Regions from separate parts of the Mus musculus genome. Here region 1 is linked to region 2. The links are chromatin contacts, called in public promoter capture Hi-C maps. All regions are on one chromosome and are shown on one strand. The core of a region is the stretch at or near the end of the contact, and the rest is flanking DNA. Distances in the headings are between cores, read along the strand shown. Region 1 holds the start of Cd22 (CD22 antigen). Region 2 holds the start of Rps19 (ribosomal protein S19).

Region 1 (7,100 bases), core at 204-2,703, 6.0 Mb after region 2:
TACAACTCTTATCTCTCTCTCTCTCTCTCTCTCTCTCTCTCTCTCTCTCTCTCTCTCTGTCTCTCTCTCTCTCTCTCTCTCTCTCTCTCCAACAAGCTTGGCCTCCACCATCCTACACTTTATGTAGAGTTAAATTTAACAATTTAACTCTATTCATGTGGCTGTGATCTCTGTGTGAGTCCCCAGGGATCTTGCAGGATGTGCCAACAGAGTGTGTCTCCGGTGTCCGAGAGCAGAGCTGTGTCCCTTCGCTTCCCTTCCCTTCCACCCACCCAAGGTTTCCCATACCTTGCACAGCATCCTCACCTCCCTCTCTCTCCTGCTATTTCTCTCCCAGGCCGCAGGGCACAGGTAGTAAGGACTTCTGGGTGACCAGGAACAGGTGTAGGGAAAGCCAGTTCAGTTGCTGAGCGTGGGCTGGGTTCTGCCTCCACGGTTGGGGGTGGTGTGGCCTGGGTGTATATAAGAGGTTTGTGGGCTGAGGCTGGAGCAGATCATCTGAGGAAGAGCTTATCTTAGTTTCCCAGGTACAGGGAATGCACCACATAGAGATGTCTTCAAAGTCACAGCCACTTGGGAAAAGCAGAGCTCAACAGGAGGCTTCACTGCAGGACTTCTTAAGTTGTCTAAAGAGCTTAGACAGGCAGTGGCCATGCTTCTTTGGCCACGAGCTCTATTTTAATCTTTTCCAATGAAAGCGTTGCAGGGTTGCAAGCTCTGTTCTGGAGGACACACTTTAACACACCGGTGGGGTTGCTATAACAAGGGCTGTGGTGACAATCAGCCTCTGGGTGCTGGACCACCCTGTTTGTCCGGCAGCCCCTCCAGCCACATCCTTAGCAGAGCCTGGCTGGAGAACTCAAGCTTGAGCAGGAAGCAGGCAGTTCCAGAGTGAAGCTCTGAACCCCAGGAATTTACAGCATGAGAAGCAGGGACCTGAGCCTGGGGCCCGGACGGGTGAAGAGGTAGAGCAGGGTGCAGCAGCAACAGTTACTAAGTCCAGAAGCTTAGAACAGGGCCAAGAACTGTGATCTGCTCACCTTCTGAGAGCCTCAAGGTTAGCTTCCTGGTCCCATCATTTCCTCCCTGGCACTCAAAAGCTTCTTCTACCTCAGAAGACCCAGAAAGCCTGGAAAGGGGACACTGAACGACAGGGATGGGGAGAACAGGGTAGGGATGAGGGGTTGGGGTTGGGGGTTTAGGCGTTGGAGGGTGAGGTTTGTCTGTGCCTATTGTAAAGTAGATGAAAAAACACAGCAGGCCCTCGAGGCCAGCACACAGAGGCCACTCCATATCCACTCCATATTTACTTGTCGAGAACAAGAGAAAAGATTGAAATGGTTTTACCTGTTTCCTCCTGTGTTCGATCTTCAGGATCCCTAGCAGGATCTGAGAGTAAGAAAACTAAGAAAAGTCTCACACGCTTGGCCACGCCCCCTTCCTCTCTGGGCCTCTGCGAGAGACCAGCAGATATGGTGTGGATGAGAGGCCGTGGTGGAGAACACAAGTTTGGGGTCAGATTGATTCTCTGCAGTCACGTGTTGGCTTGGGTGTCTTCCATGTCTGATGAATTTCCATGCTGCTTTGTCCAGGCTCCCTAGAGCCAGACAACACACAAATACATACCTGAACACACAATAATCAAACACACACACACACACACACACACACACACATATATACTCATGCACCTGGGCGCCATCACAAATAAGTAATAATGAAGTAAAAGACTTCCCATTCAGGAACCCTTCTTCCCAGAGCTAGAGCTCCCAGCTGGCTGGGGAAGGAACAGGTCTTCTTGAAGGTGGCTTTCGCTTGCTGATACATCTTATTGCTAGCAATCACACCGAAGGCAGGAGCAGAGTGATCTAGCACTGACATGAATACCTTAGCAGCTCCACGGGCGAGGGGAGGACCAGAGCTCTGGGGAAGAAAGATTTGCTGAATGGGAACTCTTTACTCCCTTTTTATTTATATGTGATCGTGTCAAGACGCATGAGTGTGTGTGTGTATGTGTGTGTGTTGTGTGTTTGAGCATTGTGTGTGTTCAAGTGTATATTTGTATGTGTGTGTTTGTGTGTCAGGTGAGTGTTATGTTTGTGTATATGTGTGTGTTGTGTGTGTGTTTGTATATTTGAGTGTTGTGCATGTTTGTGTGTTTGTGTTGTATGTTTTTGAGTGTTGTGTGTGTTTGTGTGTGTTATGCATATGTGGTGTGTGTGTACATGTGTATGTGTGTGGTGTGTGTAGTATGCCTGTGGTGTCTGTGGTGTGTATTTGTGAGTGTATATGTATATGGTATGTGTGTGGCATGTGAGAGTATGTGTTTGTATATTATGTGTATTTGAGTGTTGTATATGTTTGTGTTGTATGTTTTTGTGTATGGTGTCTGTATTTGTGTATGAGTTGTGTGTGTTTGTGTTGTATTGTGTGTGAGTGTGTGTGTTGTGTACATGTATATGTATGTGGTGTGTGTATATATGTGTAGTGTGTGTGTGTGTGTGTGTGTGTGTAGAGATCAGAGGACAACCTGTGGAACGCTCTCCTTCCACATTTATGTGGGTTCCAGGGGTCAAACTTAGGTTGTCAAGCTTGCCCACAACCACTTTTACCCACTGAACCATCTGGCAGCCCTGCAAATGGGAAAGTCTTGAGATTGAAACTGAGTCACTTGCTAGGCAGCAGCCAGCAGAGAGATGCAAATTCTACAGATGGCAGGGAACATGAGGGCAGAGCTGACCTCAGCTCTACAGGCCCAGGGAATGTGCTGCACAAAAATGTCTTCAAGGTCATGGCTGGTCAGGAAAAACTGAGTGCAGACGTGCAGGGGCCACTCATGGCTGGGAGGAAAACTGAACCGCCAAGAGGCAGGAAACTCCTTTGCAAAGTATATGTGACCGTGAAGATGGATTCTGTAGCTTAAGAGCCTAGGATCTGGTGGGGTCTCCCACTGAGATAGGTAGAGGTCAGTGAGCTCCAAAATGTATAGGGGACACATGACATCCCACCTGGTTCTCTATTAACTGAGAGCTAAGGATAATGGTTTAGGGAGGGGAAAGTCTGGGATAAACATTCCGGGGGATTTGGATGAAGTCTGGCTCTACAGATAGCAAAGGTCACCGGCTTATTAATAATATCTACTCCTAACTTTCTGGGTAGAAAACAGAGGAGACACCCCTGTATTTACAACATTCCTGTTTTCTCCAGTGTTATCTGTGAAGACGGAATGGCGTGTCCCCTCTACACAATAGTAAGTAGGCTTTACTGTAGTCCTTCTGAAGCTGGCTAAAGAGCTCTATGTTACTAGACATGGGAGTAGCCTGAGGGTAGCTAGAAACACACAGCATCAGAAAGAGTTAAGAAGAACTACAGAAGATAGTGATGGGGGAGGGGGGAGCGGGATGTAGAAGGACTGCTTCCCAACCACTCAAGAAATTGAAACAGGAAGATCAAAAGTACAAGATCAGCCTAGATTACAGAGTAATTTCAAGACAAGCTTCAGCAAGTTAATGAGACCCTGTCTTGAAATGAAAAATGGGACCTGGGAGTATGATAGAAGAGTAGAATCTTTTCCCTGCCTAGAATCCCCCAGTGAGGGGCTGGGAGTGTGGCGCAGTGGTAGAGCCCCTGCCTAGAATCCCCCAGTGAGGGGCTGGGGACATGGCTCAGTGGTAGAGCCCCTGCCTAGAATCTCCCAGTGACGGCCTGGGGGCGTGGCCCAGTGGTAGAGCCCCTGCCTAGAATCCCCCAGTGAGGGGTTGGGGGTGTGGCCCAGTGGTAGAGCCCCTGCCTAGAATCCTCCAGTGAGGGCCTGGGGGCGTGGCCCAGTGGTAGAGCCCCTGCCTAGAATCCCCCAGTGAGGGCCTGGGGGCGTGGTTCAGTGGTAGAGCCCCTGCCTAGAATCCTCCAGTGAGGGGCTGGGGGCGTGGCCCAGTGGTAGAGCCCCTGCCTAGAATCCCCCAGTGAGGGCCTGGGGGTGTGGCTCAGTGGTAGAGAATTTGTCTAACATGTGCAAGGACCTACTTTTAACCCCCAGACTGCCTCACCCAAAAGTGGCAATGGAGGAGGGCACAACCAAGGTGGAGAAACTCCACAAATCAACAGCAGAGAGCTAGATTTGGTCTCTGACCAGAACTAGGATTGAAAAGGAGAAGCTATCTGGGTAAGGTGGTGCACCATACCCAACCAGGAACTTTAATTAACAACCAGGAACTCTTCAGGAGGGGTGAAGCCTCATTATGTCCCTCTCCATCTATGTTAGATTCTAATTACATTTTTTGAAATGGTCCTTACTATGTAGCCCCGGCTGGCCTGGAACTTTCTGTGTAAACCAGGAGTGTCCCCAGCTCACAGAGACCATCCTTCTTCTCCCTCCCTAGTGCCAGGACTAATAATATTTTTTCATCCATTTTTGGCTGAATCCATAGATTCCAAGGTGGAGGATATGAAAGACCGACTCTCCTTCTCCCTATTTCTTCTGCTAAGTACAGTGAAACTCTGGGGCTTTATTAGGAAGCACTGGAAGGCTCAGAAGAGCAGAGAGACAGCTCAAGCCAGGTTGACACCCTGAATCCTTGAGGTTTAGTCTGCTGCTATGTATTTATTGTAATGCTAAATTCTGTATCTGAAGATCTAGGCCTTGCATTTACAAGCTTTTGTTGAGCAAACCTTGTGCCTTAATTTAAAACTACTGGTTAAATAAAAGTGGCTGCAGTGAACTACTGGAGGGATTAGAGGCAAGTGAGCAGGGTGGAAAGCAAAGAACGAGAGGAGAGATGTAGGCTGATAGTTTTTAAAACCAACTTTAATAAGGGTTCTTAAATGCTTTACCCTCCCTTCTAGCCCACCACCCACCAGAGGCAGTGGAAAGGAAAGATTAATAGGGCAAAGGAGGGTGTGGACCTGGTTTGTTTGTTTTTAAAATATTTATTTATTTATTTATTTAATACGAGTCCACTGAGCTGTCTTCAGACACACCAGAAGAGGGCATCAGATCCCATTATAGATGGTTGTGAGCCACCATGTGGATGCTGGGAATTGAGCTCAGAATCTCTGGGTAGGAATTGAACTCAGGACCTCTGGAAAAGCAGCAAGTGATCTTAACCGCTGAGCCATCTGTCTAGCCCCATGGACTTGTTTAGAAATGGGGTATTTTTGGCTTTGTTTTGTTTTTTTGGGTTGTTTGTTGTTAGTTTTGTTTTGTTTTGTTTTGTTTTTTAGTAAATCCAATCTGTGTTGTCAGGATATCAGGAGTTTAGTTCACTTGGATCAGCAGTGGCAGCTTGATCCACTTGCAAACACCATTCATAAATCAGCAACAGCAGATTGATCACAAAGAAACTTCAAGGCTCTGCCAATTGGCCTGAGTCCATGGAAGCAGCAAGAAGCTGCCAGAACACCACCAGAAGTTCTTTGGTGCATTTCTCCCTTTGAAGTCATAACAATGATCAGCAAAGAGTAGCAAGGTGAACCAGTACCATACAGCATCATCAGAAGACAAACATCAGCAAAGCCCAATGCTGATCAGCAAAGAATGGTAGGGAGGCAGCCAGGCCAACAGTTAGCAAAATAGATTAGAGGTTATTCCCACCCCCACCCCCAAATAATTGTCAAAGCCAAATAAAATAACCATAACCTGAGTCTCATTTATTTTTAAGCTAGTCAGGGATAAGCTTAAACTGGTTGTACCACACTGAACCCCAAGGAATGGTCCAGCAGTTGCTTTTCCTGGCTCTTTGCTTCTTTTCTTGATGTAGGGTATCATGTAGCCCAGGATGGCCTCAGACTTTCTATAGAGTCAAGGATAACCCTGAACTCCTGATGTGGACCATCTCCCTGTGATGTGGGGCTGTGGATTGAATCCAGCTTCCTGCATGCAAGGCAAGCACTCTGCTGAGTCCCATCCCAGCTCTCTCTTTGCCTCACCAAAACCAGACTGCATGTTGGTGAAGCCAACACACGGCTAGAACGTTCCATCAAAACCCTGCTTTTTTACCCAGAACAGCAAGAGAAGGGTACCCTCAGAGACAGGACTCTTATCGGTAACTTCTGTGTGCCCGCTAAATACTACAGAAAACTCCAACAACTTCACGTCCGTGTGTGTTTATGCTGGAGAAGGTCTGGTGGCTGTAGACTTTCACCCCGGTCAGGCCGTAAGGAAGTGTCAAGCGTCCTCTCCACGCTCAGCCCAGAGAAGACAGAGGATGAAGCTGAGACCTTCTTCCCTCAGTACAGTATGGACCACCATCCTCCAGAGGGCAGTGAGCCCCTCCTCTTCTCCTCCCGCCTAAAGGAGACTCGGGCCTTTCATCCCCACTCAAAGGAGGAGGCCTAAAGGAGACTCGGGCCTTTCATCCCCACTCAAAGGTAGCACTCTTTTCCCATTCCTCAGTGACACTGGCAGCCATAGGGGAACAGCCATGTGACACATTTCTCCTTCCAAGGCTGGATGGTCTTAGCAGGAACCTAATAGCATCCTGAGCTCTCAATAACATGAGGGAGGGCTGCATGGAGACTCTGGATTTACAGCCCTGCGAAGGGATGAGCCAGTATGTTGCTTCTTGGGAACAGCAGGAGGTGACTGCCAAAGTGAAAGTCATAAGACCTCAGCTCAGGCGCTCATAATGCAAAAAATGCACTAAGGTCAAGGAAATCTCAAGCCAACAGAGGAAAGATAATCTACAGATACCAACCTCAAGATGACACTGAGGTTAGAATTATCTGACAAAGACTTCAACGATGCCTTTATAAAAAAAAAAACACTTCAAGAAGAATCACACACTCATGGGCCTGAGGCAGGAAGGTGGCTGCCTTGATCGCTTTTCATGGCTGTGATGAAGCAGGTACAGTTAAAGGGGGGAAGGGTGTGGGGATGGGGGGAGGGGTGGTGGTGGGAGTGGAGGGTGGGGGGATGGGAGGGGGGCACTGTCTGAATGTGGCATATACCCACATGGACACATACACACATAAATAAAAATAATAAATAGAAATCCTTAAAAAGAACTCTTAAGAACCAGGCCTGAGGGTGCTCATCCATTGCTCTAGCACTGGGGGAGGGGGGAGAAGTGGGGCAAAGAAAAGATTGTTGTAAGTTTGAAGGC
Region 2 (7,748 bases), core at 385-2,884:
GTCTCCTGAGTGTTAGGACCGTAGGTGTGCATCACTATGCCCAGGCCATTTAAGTGTTTAAGGTTTTTTTAAATTTACTTTTGTGTGTATGTGTCTGCATATGTACATACATGAGTGCACGTGCCCGAGGAAGCCAGAAGAGGACATGTCATCCTCTGGAGATGAAAGTACAAGCTACTGTGACCCTCCAGTGTAGGTGTTTGGAACTGAAGTCAGATTTTCTGAAATTGCTGAGCCATCTGTCTCTCCGGCCCCTCAAACTGGCTTAACTTTTCACTTATGTATTGATAATTCATTTCTTTTTAATATTTTTTTCTAATTTTAAGTCTTAGTATGTGTATAAAGAGGGTGCGATATGTGAACATACACCCTTCTCTGAGACGCACCTGTGGCAGTCAGAGGACAAAACTCTGTAGTTAGTTCTTATACCGTGATGGGTTCAAAGAATCGTATCAGGTCAATCAGGCTCGTATGGGAGAACTTCTACCTAGTGAGCGAACCATCACAATGCCCCTCGTTTCTTTTTTTTTTTTGGGGGGGGGGGGGTCGAGACAGGGTTTCTCTGTGTAGCCCTGACTGTCCTGGAACTCACTCTGTAGACCAGGCTGGCCTCGAACTCAGAAATCCGCCTGCCTCTGCCTCCTGAGTGCTGGGATTAAAGGCGTGCGCCACCACGCCCGGCCCCTCCTCTCTTTTCTATCTTAAATAATATTTGTCTGGATGCAACACAACCTCAAATATTTTATGCGCTGCGCTGCGGGGTGGGAGTGGGAGGTACTGAGAGCCTGGCGTAGTGACACACTCCCGTAGCATTAAGCTGGGGGATCATGAGTTCAAAGCCAGCCTTAGATAAAAAGTCCCAGGCCAGTCTTGGCTAAATAAATTAATGATAATCCTGTCTCAAAACAACAAACGATAGGCAGGTAGGTGGGTGGGTAGGTACAGATATAATAAAGTTGCACAGGTCAGCTTGGATGACTCAGAAGAGGCAAACGAGGAGACTAACGGTCTGAACAACCAGACTCCGGCACTAGATGGCGGAGCTGAACCTCCACCAAGGGCCCGCCTCTACCCCTTTGTCCCCGCCCTAATCTCCTCCCCGCTCCCAACGCCTTCTTTCCTCTCCGCGAGCGTCAATGGAGCTGAAGCAACTTCCGCCCAAAGAAGGGTGGGGCTTCCGTGTATCTCTTGGTCTCGCGAATGCTAATGCTAGCACAAAAGGTGGTGGTGGCCACATGTCATAGTGCCTTTTCCCTGGATTGCCTGTCACGGTTCCGCCCGTAACTATTCCCATTTCCGGCCAGGAAGCAGGGTCTTGCGCTGAATCCCGCCTTCCTTTCGTGCGCGCTCAACTTCGCCCGCACTTCCGCCCTCAAAAGTTTCCGCCTCCTTGTTCCCGCCAGACACACAAGGCTCAAATGAAGGCCGACTCCCCCAGCTCGCTCCGGTCACGCCCAAGGAAACGGAAAGAGGAACCAGATCCCTTATCCTCCTCCCGAGTCCCTTCTCTTGGCTTCTCCACCCCTTCCTCTTACAGACCCGCCCATTTTGGGTGGAGATGAAGCCATATTCGCCCTCAGAAAGGCGGAGCCCTCTGGTTTAGCCGCTCTCGCGAGCACTCCGAAATCTCGCGAGACTCGACGCCCGACTTGTGCGCCCGGGAAACCCCGTCGTTCCCTTTCCCCTGGCTGGCAGCGCGGAGGCCGCACGGTGAGTGAGGGCTCTGGGTCGCGGCTGTGCGCGGGGCCACGGGGCCGGGCTTTCTGGCCCCAAGAGCTCGTGCCGGGACCGCGGGAAGCCCGGCGCGGGGTCGCTCCGCCCTCTGGAGCCGCGGCCACGTGCGAGCGGCAGGCCCGGACATGCCTGATCGCCGCAATCCGGGAGCCCGGAGGGTTAGGTGGGCAGCGGAGGGGTGAGTGGGACGCCCGGAACGTGGGCTTGAGGGAGCGGGGTGTGGAGGGCTCTCCCACGCGGTCACCACGCCGCGGTGCTGCGATCCGCGTGGCGTGTGCACCCGGCAACTCTGTTGGACCTGCAGGAGCCGAGTTGCAGGGACATGAGGCTGGGTGGATGCTGAGGCTTTGGGGTGGACTGGCGACGAGCAGGGTTGGTGTTGACCTGGACCCACGTCAGGGGTTTGCACCAAGCCTGACCTCGGCATGCTTGTCCCTTCCTCAGATGCCCGGAGTTACTGTAAAAGACGTTAACCAGCAGGAGTTCGTCAGAGCTCTGGCAGCCTTCCTCAAAAAGTAAGTGTTTGTTGGAACTGAGGCCTGACCCCTGTGCGCTGTGACCCCAATGTGTCATTAATCCCTCTGGCCACTTGCTGGGGGTCTTTTCTGAATTGGGCCTACGGTGACCATGCTTCCTTTTTAACCTGTTCGTTCTTGCTTTTTTTTTCCCCCAACCTTGTTAACTTGCTAAAGGTTAGTAGATCTGAAGTCATCTTTGGAAATTTTTGAAGTGTGCTTTTTCTCAATTCTCTTGGTTCTAGGTCCGGGAAGCTGAAAGTCCCCGAATGGGTGGACACAGTCAAGCTGGCCAAACATAAAGAGCTTGCCCCATATGATGAGAACTGGTTCTACACACGAGCTGGTAAGAACTGAGGCTTTGGCTGGGAGTGGGAACCTGGGCGACCCCAGGCAGGGACCCTGTCTTCCCCTCCCATCTACACCAGGAGACAGACCTCATTATTGAATAGCTGTAGCTTTAAACTAGAAAGGAAATCTGAGGGCAAATGAGTGTCCATATTTTGCTTACTTGAGAGTCTTAACAGCTTTCTGTGTCCACGGTTATAGCATTTAGATTTGAACAACTGTCAACTCCTGTTTGGTTGAGTGGTCGGGAGTGCCACTCCTGTTATAAAGGAAACTTACAGATCTGGTGCCCAAAGAAAACTTTGGGGTGCCCCTCTGGTCTCTCTGGATCCTGCCTGGGTGCTTTGTGCATCCTGTTGTCTCTAGTCTTTAGGGGAGCAGGATTCTTTCTGCTGGGTAGTGCCAGGGTTGCAGTTCATGGCCAGGCCTTTGCTAGGGGGGGGCCCTGCCTGAGAATTCCCCTGGTCGTGGGAAGTAAGTTCCTCTTCGCTTAAGACCGTGAAGCAGTTTATAAGTTAATATTAAATGTCCACGGGATCCACTTTGTTTCAGGCTTTGGCATGGGCACAGGGACCACCATGACTCAACACAGCCTCTGAAAACCAAAAGGTCAATTCCACAGTGTGGGAAAAGGTCGGTGCTTCCACCTGCCAGCACGTTTTTAAGGAGGGTGATGTAGGGAAGGGTGGTGAGGCCTAGCTGAGGTGTGCACCTCACACCCCCTCTTGGAAGCAAGCGTGCAGTGGTGTTGACAGTGCTTCAGGTGGTAGGTTAGGGCGGCTGTGGAGTTGCGAGAGGAAGACTGTTGGGTTTCTCTGGGTAGAGTGGTGTACTTGCTGTGGACAGGGTTGGTTGTCTAGTTTCCACAGCTGCTGTGGGGGGAGGCTGCCATATCCAGGGCCCGCCAGACACTGAGCTGTGTCCCAAGCAGGATGGGGTTAGCAAGAAATGGAATCGAGCCAGGTGCCTTTTGCCTTTGATTCCAGCACTTCTGGAGCAGAAGCAGTTTGGGGCCAGACCTGCTGGTGTGAGCTTGTATTCCCAGAATTTGAGAGACCAAGGCAATGCTGAGGGGGCTGGGCTGAGCTACAGGAAGACCCCAGCATTCTGGGGTCTAATGGGTTCCTGTCTGGTTTGATCAAAAAGCTCAGGCTCTTACCAAATTGTAGCCGTTTGTCATAACACTGAAAAGGGGGGTACAGAGGTGGCATTACTTTCTTCGAAGATAGGCTAGTTCTGTTCAAAGTTAGTTTTCAGACTATGTTTGTAGTTTTGTCTGGATAATGAGCTGGCTTGTTCTGTCACTTGCTTTTGGGGCTGGAGTGCAGTGGGGAAACAGGCTCATGTTTTAGGTCCTGAGAAAAGGCTCCATGGGCCTCCTGTGTTAGGACCAGGGGGCTTGTTGGGAGAGTGACATTTGTAGGGGACCACTTCCGTTGGAGAACCAAAGGGAGGGTGAGTTAGGGCTGGGAGAATAGATTTTTCCACAGAAGTTTAACATGAAGGCATTGGGGAGGGAAACATACAAGGTTTTTCATCCCACACTTAAAGACGGGGTGGTCAGGGTGGGGTCCCCACCCTGCTCTTAGCACAAGTTTCTTCTGTTGTTGTTAGGCTGCAGTGCTTCATGAAACCTTGGTCTTCGCAAGTAAGTTCAAATCCAAGGTGCCAGCCCCTCCTGAGCAGCAATTCTGGGGCTTTATCTAAAGTTGTGCCTTTAAAATGTGCCAGAGCCAGGTCTTGTTGAAGAGGAGAATAAAAAGAAATAGGCTGTCTTGCTGCTTACAGCCTCTAAATAGTTCTTTATTCAGTCAAAAGGAGTGCACACAAGCTCTGGAATGGCAGGCCCATGCCTTGTAATTAGTTGGCAGGTGGTTTCCCACGAGATGATTTTTATGTGGTGCTGGAAAGGACGGCTAGAATCCCCATTGCAGAAGCTTTTAGCCTTGTTGTGATTCCCTCCGTTTGTCCGCTGTGCTTGCAGTTGGCTAGTTCTTTGGTGATGTGCTGAGATTCAAGCACCCACTGTGTCCAGGCAGCCTAGTGAGACCAAGGTTCCCCACCCTGAGGAAGAGCAGAGAGGTATAGAGCATTTGAGTGGGCCTTTAAGATTGGGGTTGTTGGTGATGTCACCTTGCAAAAAGGTTGGAAATGGCTGTTAATCCTGACACTGATACGGGCTGTGGGTTTTTTAAAAATTAAAGCAAAATGAACAGAGACAAGCTGTGGGGGCAATGTCTTGGGTGCCAGTCCAATGCTAAATGGAACCTGGGCAGTAGTAGATGAGCTGAGTCTGTCACAGGGCTGTTCATCCCTAAAATGAAGTTGCCTGGGGCCCCAGTACCATGCGGCTCTTGGCTACTGTGTAGCTTGCAGATGTGAAGAATGCATGGCACGGCTTCAGCTCAGTGCCTTGGGTTTTCCTGACGCTGGTTTGATAGGCCAGAAGAGTGCCCACAGGACAATAATCCTTGCTCGACCCATGGTTGAGGCAAGGCACATTACAAGTTTTGAGGTGCCCACCACAGAAAGTGCCTGCATCAGGCACATGGGTATGGCCACACTTGATGAGGCTTATCTAGAACATGGGGCCAGTCTTGGTGAGGGGCAAAGATCCAGGGGTGTCAAACACCAGTTTTGGTACATGGTCTCAGTTACACAGTTGTCTAATTTCACACAGTGAAGGACAAGCAGGTGACCTCAGGCTCCCTCTTGCCCCACCCACAGCTTCCACAGCACGGCACCTGTACCTCCGAGGTGGTGCTGGGGTTGGTTCCATGACCAAGATCTATGGAGGACGGCAGAGAAACGGTGTCAGACCCAGCCATTTCAGCAGAGGCTCTAAGAGTGTGGCCCGCCGGGTCCTCCAAGCCCTGGAGGGGCTGAAAATGGTGGAAAAGGACCAAGATGGGTATGCAGGGTTGTGGCTGGGCCAGGGGTAGTCTTTGCCTGCTGGTGGCATGTGGTGGGGTTGTTGGACCTCCCTATAAATGAAGGTATGGGGCCTTCAGAAAGCAAAAGGGAGGGCCTCACCCAGACCTCTCTGGCTGACTTGCTCTGACTCTGGGAAGGTAATTTAGCGACTGTCTGCTTTCATTAGCCTACTCGTTAACTTTTCCCAATTGATTTTTTCGGGGCTTTTGATCTAATGCTTGCACAAACGACACCCCGTCAACTCCCAAGGGTCTCCCTCTCCTGCCCCGGGCTCGTTAGGATGTGGCTGGCCACAAGTGGGACTTGGCAAACACAGTGCAGTTCCATCACTTGGTACTTTGTTTGTGCACCACCCCTGGGGGGGTGGGCTGTACTCATCCAGGGTTTGTTTTGTTTTGTTTTGTTTTTCTTTGTACAGGGGCCGCAAGCTGACGCCTCAGGGACAGAGAGACCTGGACAGGATCGCTGGACAGGTGAGAGGTGCACGTTATGCGTCTGTTGAAACAGAGCGGGGGGGGGGGGGGGCTGGAGGCCACACTGGGAAGGGGTTAAAAATAAGGTATACTAGCCAGGCGGTGGTGGCGCACGCCTTTAATCCCAGCACGCAGGAGGCAGAGGCAGGCGGATTTCTGGAGGTCAGCCTGGTCTGCAGAGTGAGTGCCAGGACTATACAGAGAAACCGTGTCTTGGGAAAAAATTAAAAAAAATAAGATATACTATAATTGCTGGAGACTGGGTGCCCAATGTGGTATGAGGCTTCTATAAACTTAGACCTGTAGTCCCGTACAGATACTTGGTGTTAGGGCTTCTAGCCACTCTTCCTCCTTAGTACCAGGCACCAGGTTTACACAGCTTGGGATGGGGTAGAGATGTGGCAGACAGGTTCAGGCCCAGACTTTGTAGAGTGACTTCCTTCCTACCACATTCCATGTAAAGTGATGCTCACCCTGAACAGCAGTGGTGTAAAGAGGAGCCCTGGGATCTGACAGGCACTCCGTGCCTAATTTTCTCTCTACAAGAGACTCTACCACCTAAGGGTCTTGGAAGGCTTTAGCCCTTAACTTGGAGTCTTAGTAAAAAGAGCCTGACCCCAAACATTGGCAAACCCATCCCCTCAGGACAAAGGGCAGAAGCTTGAGCCCTGTGTATAATTTACAGAGTCAGAAGTGTCTGCAACAGTGGGGCTGAGGGCATGGATGCAGTGAGCTATGACAAACCTTGACCCCGCCCTGATCTTTCTGTCTTCCCACAGGTGGCAGCTGCCAACAAGAAGCATTAGAACAAAGGATGCTGGGTTAATAAATTGCCTCATTCATAATCCTGGTCTGGATCTGGTTTTGGTTTTCAAAACGATTTCCATGGGTGTCCTTAGCTATCATCCTGCTGAGGCTGGCCTTAAACTTAGATCACCTCGCCTTTGCAGCCACCATCCAGCTCTGGTCTGGGTCTCTTGGCTTCATTTAGGAGTAGAGGAATTGTGATTGTCCTCAAGACACCAGTGGAGCTGTGGCATTAGTGTTAGGGCAAGGCTGTGCATCTGTGGTGGTAATTGAGAAAAAACTGTATAGTTGAAAGTGACCTCCCCAGTCAGTCAGTCCCTGTGCTAAAGATGGAGCCATTCCTCCATGCTGTGTGTAGCCCCAAGTGCGGTTGAGCAGATTTAACCAAGTAAGCTGTATCGAGTGTGCTGGGCCTCTGAGCAGAAGTCTAACCCAGCTCAGTTGGTCATGGACGCATCCCAGGTGCTAGATGTTCCCTGTCAGTTCCTTATTTCTCCAAGCTAACAGGTTGATGCCAGGTAAAACTGGCTCCCAGAAGAGCCCTTGTTAAGTCCTTGCTGGAAGTGGCTGTTGACTCTTATACATGAGATCTGTGCAGCCTCTCCCAGTGTGAAGTGCATGCCAAGCAGTTTGCAGATGTTTTCCATGCCCAGCAATCCTCTGAAGTGTTGAATTGAAGCATTTGAAGAGAAGTCACATAGTGATTTGCTGAATGCTCTAAGGCTTTGAGAATCACATGGCCACGCGGTCAACCTTGGGCACCTACAATTCCCTCTAGCATGAGTACATTCTGCTCAGCTGAGCCATGACTGGATAAACTACCTGGCCGAGTAGGCATAGCTGCAGCTTCACTCTTCGGCCACTAGGTGGCAGCTGCTAGCCACTGCTGAACAAGTTAAATTCCAGCTCCTAGTTCGTTGGGAACTGGGGGTGCTCA

What was found. Promoter capture Hi-C pulls out the DNA fragments that hold promoters and counts their contacts.
Region 1: a promoter capture Hi-C map of pre-B cells shows a contact between it and region 2, with 4 times the contacts expected there. The contact joins the promoter of Cd22 here to the promoter of Rps19 in region 2. A contact is called at or near these places in 2 of 39 promoter capture datasets (maxillary cranial neural crest and pre-B cells).

The regions. Positions count from the first base shown.
Region 1 is chr7:30,878,889-30,885,988 of GRCm38.p6, forward strand. It overlaps Cd22 (CD22 antigen), which reads right to left and starts at 1,454. Exons shown (of 16, transcript NM_001043317.2): 1 at 1,348-1,454; 2 at 1,041-1,129; 3 at 307-452. It overlaps D7Ertd128e (a long non-coding RNA gene), which reads left to right and starts at 3,065. Exons shown (of 3, transcript XR_881941.3): 1 at 3,065-3,250; 2 at 5,757-6,842.
Region 2 is chr7:24,882,958-24,890,705 of GRCm38.p6, forward strand. It overlaps Rps19 (ribosomal protein S19), which reads left to right and starts at 1,635. Exons shown (of 6, transcript NM_001360119.1): 1 at 1,635-1,710; 2 at 2,179-2,249; 3 at 2,495-2,595; 4 at 5,325-5,508; 5 at 5,950-6,004; 6 at 6,784-6,854. The coding sequence starts at 2,179. The coding sequence ends at 6,810.